2 separate regions of the Arachis hypogaea genome follow, and region 2 is linked to region 1. The links are chromatin contacts, called in public Hi-C maps. All regions are on one chromosome and are shown on one strand. Each heading gives the region's core, a stretch centred on a gene start, on an enhancer-like site or on the middle of the called end of the contact. The rest is flanking DNA. Distances are from core to core; before and after follow the strand shown. Region 1 holds the start of LOC112801138 (ATP-citrate synthase alpha chain protein 1). Region 2 holds the start of LOC112801143.

Region 1 (4,652 bases), core at 1,982-4,481:
TACCGTGATGCATGACACAGTGTCTTGTAAAGATGCGTGAGACATGCTGCCCCTAACTGTAGGTGTGGATCCTCTGAAAATCGTGGAGCAATGATAGATACTTCGCATGGGCATGTGCTATTGACTTATCTGCAAATAGGGTTGAACCCAGCAAATAGAAAATCTGGCATCTGACAGATCTCTGAATAGAGTCCAAAGTGTCCAACGGCTCTACGTCTCTAATACGGTAAACCCATGCCAATTTTATATAAGATTTGGAGGAACTACTGACAACGGGTTCGCTGCCAAAAATTACGATGCTTTGGCTCTCCAAGAAGTCATGATTGCTATCTATCCAACTGCTCATAACTTTTCCATCAATGTAACGGTAACCTCACCCACTGGCAATACGTAGGTATAAGTCTCCGGTCTCCACCTTTCTACAAAAGCAGATAGTAAAGAGTAAAATCCTTCGATCACCCCAATTTTCGAAACGTGATAGAATCCCATTGCTTGTAAGACGTCTTCTACCATCAGATTCCATGTCTCCAGCGAATCAAGTTTATGAACCATAAGATTCCTGTTAGGCTGGTACAACAAAAATATATTTATTTGTTAATTATACATTTTAGTTTAAATGAATAAAGATTATAACAAATAATTATTTATTAACTATACTACTATACGTACATAAATAAAAAAATAAAATAAAAGATACTATATTATACTCTTTATTTACTAATTTAAATAATCTAAATATGGTCATAAATAAAAAATAAAATAAAATATAATAATATTATTATCCTTGCTTGATAGTTATCATAACAAATAACCGAACAAAATTCTTTTTGATATTCATATTATTAAAAAATATTCATTAATTCTTCAAGTTAACTAAATATAAATTAAAATAAAAATATATTGTGACAACAGAAAATTAAAATACAAGAACAAGAATTTGAAAAATAATAATATTTATCAAATCTATAGAAAAATAATCACAGTATAACAAAATATTCAAAAAATTTATACGACCATATTTATATTATTTCTTTGTTTATTAATTACAAATATAAAATAAAATAATAACATACTGAAAAAATAAAAATATTATCCACAAATAGTTTAATATTTATATTATTTATTAAATTTAATGATTACAAATTTAAATAGCATAATAATATTAAATACAAATAAAGATAATAATATTAAAATAATATGTTATATCATGATACTATTAACACACAAAAAAATTAATATTAACTAAAATTAAAAAAATAAATTACAAAAAAATTATCAATTTATATAAATTAGATAATCCAAATAATTGATAATATATTTTTTAAGTACGGTATAATTATCTACCATTTTTTATTAATACAAATTGATATTTTTTATGTATAATCATTTTTAAATACATTACTAACACACTACTAACTCTTTTCTTCTTCACTTTAGACTTCTCTCTCAAACTCACTCTCTTCAAGTTGAATGCATCAAATGGGGGAGAGTTGGGCTCTATTTAAAGAGCTTCAGCCTGCATTACTAGTTTTCAGAGAAAGGAGCGGTCTTCTACATGCAGACCACTTCTATCACGCCTTTTTTGTGTTAAAAGAACACCTATAACTTCTCAAAAACGTATGTAAATTCCTGCAAAAACTGATTGTAGTCCTGACGCAACATGCAGCTACTATGCTGCGGGATGCTGTCACGATGCTGCTAACGGTGTTTCACCACGCCTCCTATGTGTGTTGAGAGCTGCACCCACAAACCAGCAAAATATTCTAATATCAATATTAGGCAAAAACACAATATTACTCTTTATATGAAAAATAAATTCAGAAAAATGAATCCAAAATTTAATCATAATTTTATTTTTTCAATTATTTACAAAATTTTATTTTTTCTCCCCATCTAAATGTACAAAAATTTTTTTTCTTTGCAATTTTTTTCTAAATCCAATGAGGCAAAATTTAAATACTCAAATTCCTTCTCAATTTTAAGTCGCATCCTATTTATAAATTTTATTTTTTTCTCAAATAACAGAAGTTTATGATCACTTTCATTTTTATTTTTTACCCTATTTAATCCAACAGTTGAAAAATATAAGTATATCATTTAATCTATTTTTTAATGTGTAATGTGTTTTTTTTAATGTTATGCTTAATTAAGTAACATTTTAAAATTTATTTTTATTAGTGTGTCTTTTAAATATAATATATAATTATTAATTTTGTAATTTTATATTTTATATTTTTATTTTAATTAAATTTTTATAATTTAATTAAAATAAATTGAAATAATTAAAAAAATTAAAAATTAAATTAAAATGAAATCAAGCATTAGAGACTTAGAGCACAACTGACAAATCTCAAATTGAGTTTTAAATCAAATTTTATAATATATGGCCTCTAAATACTTATGTAGTATTTTATGAGATCCAAAATAAACTAAACTAAAATCAAGCATCGAAAATACTCTAAAGGATCAATATTTTTAGTAAAAAAGAGAGTTGCTTAATATTATTGATTTAATATAAGATAAAATATATATAAAAAAAATACTAGTGACTTAAAATTTAATTTTTCATTTTTCAATGACTATGAAAAATATTGGCTTGATTTTCATGCATCATTAAAATCAATCTATACTGTTACATCAATAAAAATAATCAATTATCAAATTTATTATTTAAAAATTATTTAAATACATAAATTTAATGAAATAATCATATAAAGATATTGTAAATGAATTAAAATTAAGAAAAATGATAATATTATTTTTTTCTATAAATTTTTACAAATATATAATGTAAAATAATTATGTGAAAAGTGATATTATAAAAAATGAGAGTGAAAATATTATTTTTCTAAGGTTAATTCATAAATTCATCACATTTTTTTAACAAATTAACTTATCGATAGCAATATCTCAAATTAGTTTTTCAAAAATAATTTGTTGAATAATTTAATTTTTAACAAATTTTAATTATTAAATTAATCCTTAACCTTTTATTTTGTTAGATAAGTTAATCCTTATATTAAAATTGAATAAGTTAGACAAATTAATTTATATTAAAGATATAAGAGTATATAAATTTTTTTTATATCAATCTCTTTATATAAATATATACTATAATATAAAAAAATTAACTTATCTAACAAAAAGAAAATTTAAAACTAATTTAATAATTAAAATTTATTGACAACTAATTCAAACATATTACTCTATCTGAAAATAAATAACAAAGTTGTAGGATGAACTTAATAGCACGCCAGCAACAAGCAGCATAGTGTAGACAAACAACCCCAACCATTAAGGTACATGGAACTTTGAAACAACGTTAAGTGGTTACATTGGTCCAAGAAGGAGGAGAGGAAGAAGAAGAGGGGGTAGATTAGTAGGTAGGTACCACATGTTTATGTGTTGTTTGTTTGTTTGTTCCAATTTCTGAACTCTTTTACTATTTGGCTACCTTCTTCTCTAATTCACCAACCAACTACCCATCATTTTCTTTCCCATTTATTTTTCGCTCTCTTTTTTTCCGCTCTCTCTCTATATATATACACCCATCACGCCCCTCTCATCATTCCTTCACCTCTCGGTTAGATCTAACTATCCACACCCCCCTTTGTTGTTTCATCTCTCTGTTTTGGTAAATCCTAGATCTTCAATCTCCCCCTCTTTTTGTTTCTGTTTAATCTTAAAGCTTCGATTTTGATCCACTTTTTGAGGTCCCATTGAGCTCATTTCGAATGGGTTTGCATGGCTTTAATGAGATTTTGTTTTGTGGATTGGTAGCGCTTTTGGCAATTCAGATCTGTTTATAATGGATAATTCATAATTGGGTTGTTTTCCTGTTTTGGAATTTTTTGTGCTTTCGGTTTATTGAAATAGGTTGAGATAGAAATGGCGCGCAAGAAGATCAGAGAGTATGACTCCAAGAGATTGTTGAAGGAGCACTTTAAGAGACTCTCTGGCCGAGACTTGCAGATCAAGTCTGCACAAGTGAGTACTTTTATCTTTTGTGTGCAGAATCATGAAGTTTTAGTTACAATGTGGATATGATGCATGGTTTTGTTTTAACTATATAGCTGAACCTACATCAATTCAAATTGGTTTAGTGGCAAAACAACATACTCTTAATTTGATTGTAATAGGAAATGTTTCAGTTGTGATTGAAGCTAGTTAATATGCTATGTTATGTGCATATAACGGGAAAAAGAAAATCATTTTTTCAGTGATAGTTACAATCATAAATGTGATTGGGTGTGGTGTGCATATCAAGGTTGGTTGAGTAATGATTTTGTTGTGGTTTGTGCCTCAGGTTACATCATCCACTGATTTCGCTGAGCTTCAAGAGAAGGAACCTTGGCTTTCATCTTCAAAATTGGTTGTGAAGCCTGATATGTTGTTCGGGAAGCGTGGCAAGAGTGGCTTGGTTGCCTTGAATTTGGATTTGGCACAAGTTGCTTCATTTGTGAAAGAGCGACTTGGAACCGAGGTGCTTTGCCCCTCTACCCGCGAAACCTTTCATTTCTCTGTTGTCCTCAGTATTTTGGTTCCACTCTAGTGTTTGATGCTTTTGGACTTTCGGTCATGTCTTTCTCTTAAATATAGGTTGAGATGAGTGGTTGCAAAGGACCCATAACAACTTTCATTGTTGAACCTTT
Region 2 (4,856 bases), core at 998-3,497, 340 kb after region 1:
ACCTTGAATGAATTGTTTGATCAATTGCAACTTTACATAGTTTCATATTTTCAGTTTTCTATATATTTGATTCAAATACAGTGCATTATGTGAAATTGGGTGGTACTAAACAATCTTTCCTTGTTCATTTGTGTTAGAGTTTGGAGCCTGCTACTTGGAGAAAGTTGAAAATAAAAGGGAAGATGTATCACAAAGTTCCCTGATAATCTTCAAGCATTGCCGTCGTATCTTGCCAGATCATGAGAAGTGTCTGCTATCTCTGGGGAAATGCCACACTTAGTTGGTGCATTTTATAACACTATTGTTCAATATTTAGTTGTGGGTATTTTATGTATCCAATTTGTATATATAAACTTTTATTTTATTAGTTATGGTAATCATGTATTAAAAGTATATAGATATTATTTGAAGTATAATTTTTAATATATTAAAACTGTTCAATTAGACACTATTAAATAATAGTTAGTTACAAATTTTTGAAACAAAAATAAAAAAAAGTTATGTTAGCCACTGCAAAAAAAAAAAAAAAAAACACTCAAATGGTGCTTATTTGCGTTGATCGTTTACTCAGCTATGAATTCTCCTCGATGTTGCGTTTTTCTTCTTCAATTGTTTTTCTTTACACTTCGTATCTGTCATTTTTGTTCTCTGATCTAGTTTTTTTTTCCAATTTTTTAAGGAATTTTTTTTTTAATTTTGTTAAAGTATGGGTACTTGAGCAGTTACACAGAATGAGATACCAAGAAGAACAAATAAATGGAATTAGAAATCATACTTATTTTTTTTGTATATAGCCTTAACATTAAAATTGAAATTAGTGCTATTTTTTATACTAAAACAGAATTCTAATTCTCTAAAGATTATTCCAAGGGTTAATCATTATTCTCAAGAATGATAGGACATTAAAAAAATTTCTACGTATTAATTTATGTTACAAATATGTAAAAAATAGAAATAACATTAATATATTCAAACATATAAATAGAAAGTAAAGAAAAAAAAGGTTAAACCAATGAGTAATAGTTCAAATGGTATAGTCTTTTCATACTCAATTAAGATGTTGTGGGTTTGCGTCTTCTATCTTTGGTAAAAAAATAAAAATAAAAATAAAAAAAGTTAAATTCTCTATATTTTCAGTGAAATTATAAATTAGTAAATTACAAATTTTAATTTTTTTTTTAGGGATTCAATATTTCAATTACAAATTTTTAAAGGATAAGGACCAATTTGTAATTTCAGTAAAAGTGTAGGGACTAATTGTGTAATTTAACCAATAAAAAAATAATTTTTTTATAAGTAAATTAATTGTATAAAATAAAATATAATTGACATGACATAATATTTATATGACATAGTTGTTAAAATAATAAATGAAAATGACATTAATTCATCATAAAAATATGAGTTATATATATATATATATATATATATATATATATATATATATATAATCATACCAATGGATTGAATACATACAAAACTTTAATCATGTATAAAATTCATACAATTATATTATCATACCAATCGATTAATACGAAAATATCTTTAGTCACCTACAAAATTCAAACGATTGAATAAGAAAATACCATCATTGTTTTGTGAAATTCAATCGATTGAATTTTGAAGAAATATGCGATATTTTGAACATAATGAATCAAGAAAAAAAAAAACAATTCTAACTGGTATTGTCAAAATATTTATGAAAGTCACTATTAATGGAACATCTATTTTGTTGTTGGTTTTGTTTCTAATTGTTAATAAACATAATAGACAAATAATAAAATAATAATTTATAAAATAAAGGGTAAATATAATAATTAAATAATATATAAAAATTAAGTTGTAGTTAAAATTAAATAAGAATTATTTAATAATAATTAAAAAACTTTTAAAATATGTTTTGGACTTGTTATTTTTAGAAAATAATTTTTTTAATGATCTTCTTAAAAAAATATTTTTTACAAAAATAAAAATAATTTTATGTTTGAATATCTCTTATAAAAATATTTTTGTCTATCATTATATTTAGATAAAATAAGATAAAAATATTTTTTTATTTATTTATTATGTAAAAAATATTCTTTTAAAAATTTTTAAAAAAATATAAATTATAATTTCTCACAAAAAAAATAATTTTTTATCTTTTAATATTTTTTATTATTAAAAATTTATTAAATATAATAAAAAAATAATATCTCATTAAAATTTTTTTTTATCAATTTAATAGACCTAAAGAAATATTTTATTTTGGGACTCGCAGATCCTATGCCATCTCATATTGTAGAAGAGTCTGGAAGCTCAACCACAGAACAATAAGAATGAATTGTCTCTTTTTTCTTTTAAAAAGAGTAAACTGTGATTTCTTAACAAGCCAAAGAATCCATTTCCCTTGCCAAGAGAAAAAAAAACGTCAGAACTCACAAGTTACAACAAACCCGAGTAGTCCTAACCCCTCACCTCACTTCTTTCCGTTATCATCCAAACAAGCCCCAATCACACTGAACCTTGAGAGAAAATGGTGGTGGTGATAGAGCAGCAAGAGAATGAGGATCGAAACGCAAATCCCTCCAATACTGCTGGTAACGATGCTTCCGACGGTTTTGAAACGGCCAGCGACACCGACCTGGGCAGCGAAACCGGAGGTGATGACGTTGGCGCTAGCAGCCATGATCAACAGCTCGAACAACAGCAACATCAACAACAGCAGCCGAAGCCAGAGCATTCGGAGCCGGAACCTGAACAGAGTGTTTCTCCAAGTAATAGTTTTTCTAGAGATCCCTTGATCATTGAGGAATTGGAGAAGGTTTGGTTTCAAAATTTTAGGGTTTTGATAATTTTGCATTAAATTTGGTTTCTTCTTTTAGTGTGATCATGTTCTTTGGTAGTAATTACTGTTTCTTAATTTCATTTTTCAGTGTTTTTATTTATTAAAATGGTTTATAATAAAAAATTTACTGATTCTTTATTTTAATGGAGTGGTTTGATGCTATTAGGTTGCATAATAATATAGGGAGTTTGAGTTTGAGCAGTAGTGCTTTATAAACTGCACTAGAGAACATGTGAAGTCTCAAGATTATGTTCAATTGGTTAAGCAGACTAATTGTCTTCAGACTATGATTGTAAAGTTGTTGAATCAAAATATTTTTTTTAACTAAAAACATGATCTATTATCTACATAATGGTCCTGGTCTAAATTGAACCATTTGATGTGGTATTTAAAACATGCATATTCATTTTTAAGGTTAAAAATACACAAAATAGTGCTGATGCCACTTGCTGCAGAAAGCATTGGTTCAAGCAAATGAGGCAAAGGCAGAAGGGAATAAGCTTTTTGTGGATGGGAAGTATGAGGAAGCATTATCCCAGTATGAACTTGCTCTACAAGTTGCACCTGACATGCCTTCATCTGTTGAAATACTCTCAATATGTCATGCAAACCGTGCTGTGTGCTTTCAGAAACTGGTATGGTGTTCTTTCTTACTATTAATGAGAATAGCATTTGTTAGCACCTTCCCCTATCAATTATTATGTTGTAAATCAGATGGACTATTTATCTCTATTTTTTATTTTCTTCTTTCTAAAAAGCTTGATAACCTATGTCTAGTGGTATGTGGGATTTGCCTACTAATTTGGAAGTGTATGATTAGGTATTTTTTTTATGTTTATTATTTGGACAGCTAAATTGTCATTACTCTTGAATTTAAAAGTTTTATTATACAGAAAAGAGGGAATGTATAATTCTGGAAAATAGAAAAGAACCCTATCTGCATGCAAGACAGAAAGTAGAAGCTTTAAGCTGAATTCTCTCTTGCTACAGGGGTAAATTGGCAAACTTAATGATGTGGAGATTATAACCCAACCATAATTTCCTTGACATGTTCACTGTATAAAAGTAATAGTGAAAACAGAAAAGGAAAATTGGAAACAATATATTGTTTCAACCATTTCTTTAAGAAAATTGTGCACTAAACCAAACAAACCCTATAGCATTTTAACTGTTTATTGAAATGCATTGGTCTGGTTCCTCGTAAGACTTGCGAATTTGAGGCTATTTACTAATTAAATATAATATTTACTAATTTGAGGCTATTTATTAATTCCATAATGTAATTAGTCTGTTCAAAACATGAACCCAACTTGCTTAATTAATAGGCCTGCTTAAAGTAAAAATATAACATTGGGAGCTCACAAACTAGATACCTCATGCATCCATCCGAGGGGCCATTTTTGGCAAACAGGACCCTTTTAAGTGTGGTTCAACTCTTCCGTACCTCTTTTTTTATTTTCCAATCATATCTTTTGAAGTCATTTTAATCATAGATAAAGCTGGTATGGAATCTTGCATCATATTTGCCCTTTTATATTTGAAATTGATTAAGTCAAGAATCTAATTTCTTTTAACTTATGCTAAACATATCCCAGGGAAAATATGACAACACAGTTAAAGAATGCACAAAAGCATTAGATCTGAATCCAGTGTATATTAAAGCTTTAGTAAGAAGAGGAGAAGCTCATGAAAAGCTTGAACATTTTGAAGAAGCCATTGCTGGTAAGTTCAGATCTTATATTAGGAGTTATTGAACTTTATTCTCTTTTGCACAGTAAGGGGGTATGTGTAGTTTCTCAAACTGGAAAGGTGCCACTGTTATGTGGTATCTGCCAACCTAGGGAAAGCCAGTATGAGTATCATTATGCATTCCTTATTGTTGGATCTTAATGAAGAAGTACATGTTTTGCATACTGATGCCATTCAGATTTTTTTTCCCTTTTCGCATCATTGAGTTCATTCATACCATAATTTTTTCGCCTCACTAATTTTAGTTATTTTTCCAAATATCAATTGACAGATATGAAAA

What was found. A called contact is a pair of places that touch in the nucleus more often than the background predicts.
Region 2: a Hi-C map of leaf shows a contact between it and region 1, with 3 times the contacts expected there. The contact joins the promoter of LOC112801143 here to the promoter of LOC112801138 in region 1. A contact is called at or near these places in 4 of 8 Hi-C or Micro-C datasets (leaf and an unstated tissue).

Annotation. Positions count from the first base shown.
Region 1 is chr5:33,085,058-33,089,709 of arahy.Tifrunner.gnm2.J5K5, forward strand. LOC112801138 (ATP-citrate synthase alpha chain protein 1) reads left to right here and starts at 3,232. Exons shown (of 13, transcript XM_025843712.3): 1 at 3,232-3,383; 2 at 3,877-3,987; 3 at 4,307-4,483; 4 at 4,600-4,652. The coding sequence starts at 3,889.
Region 2 is chr5:33,423,749-33,428,604 of arahy.Tifrunner.gnm2.J5K5, forward strand. It overlaps LOC112801143, which reads left to right and starts at 2,248. Exons shown (of 5, transcript XM_025843718.2): 1 at 2,248-2,803; 2 at 3,283-3,462; 3 at 4,423-4,549; 4 at 4,848-4,856. The coding sequence starts at 2,516. LOC112801141 (a long non-coding RNA gene) reads left to right here. Exons shown (of 4, transcript XR_011881981.1): 4 at 138-459.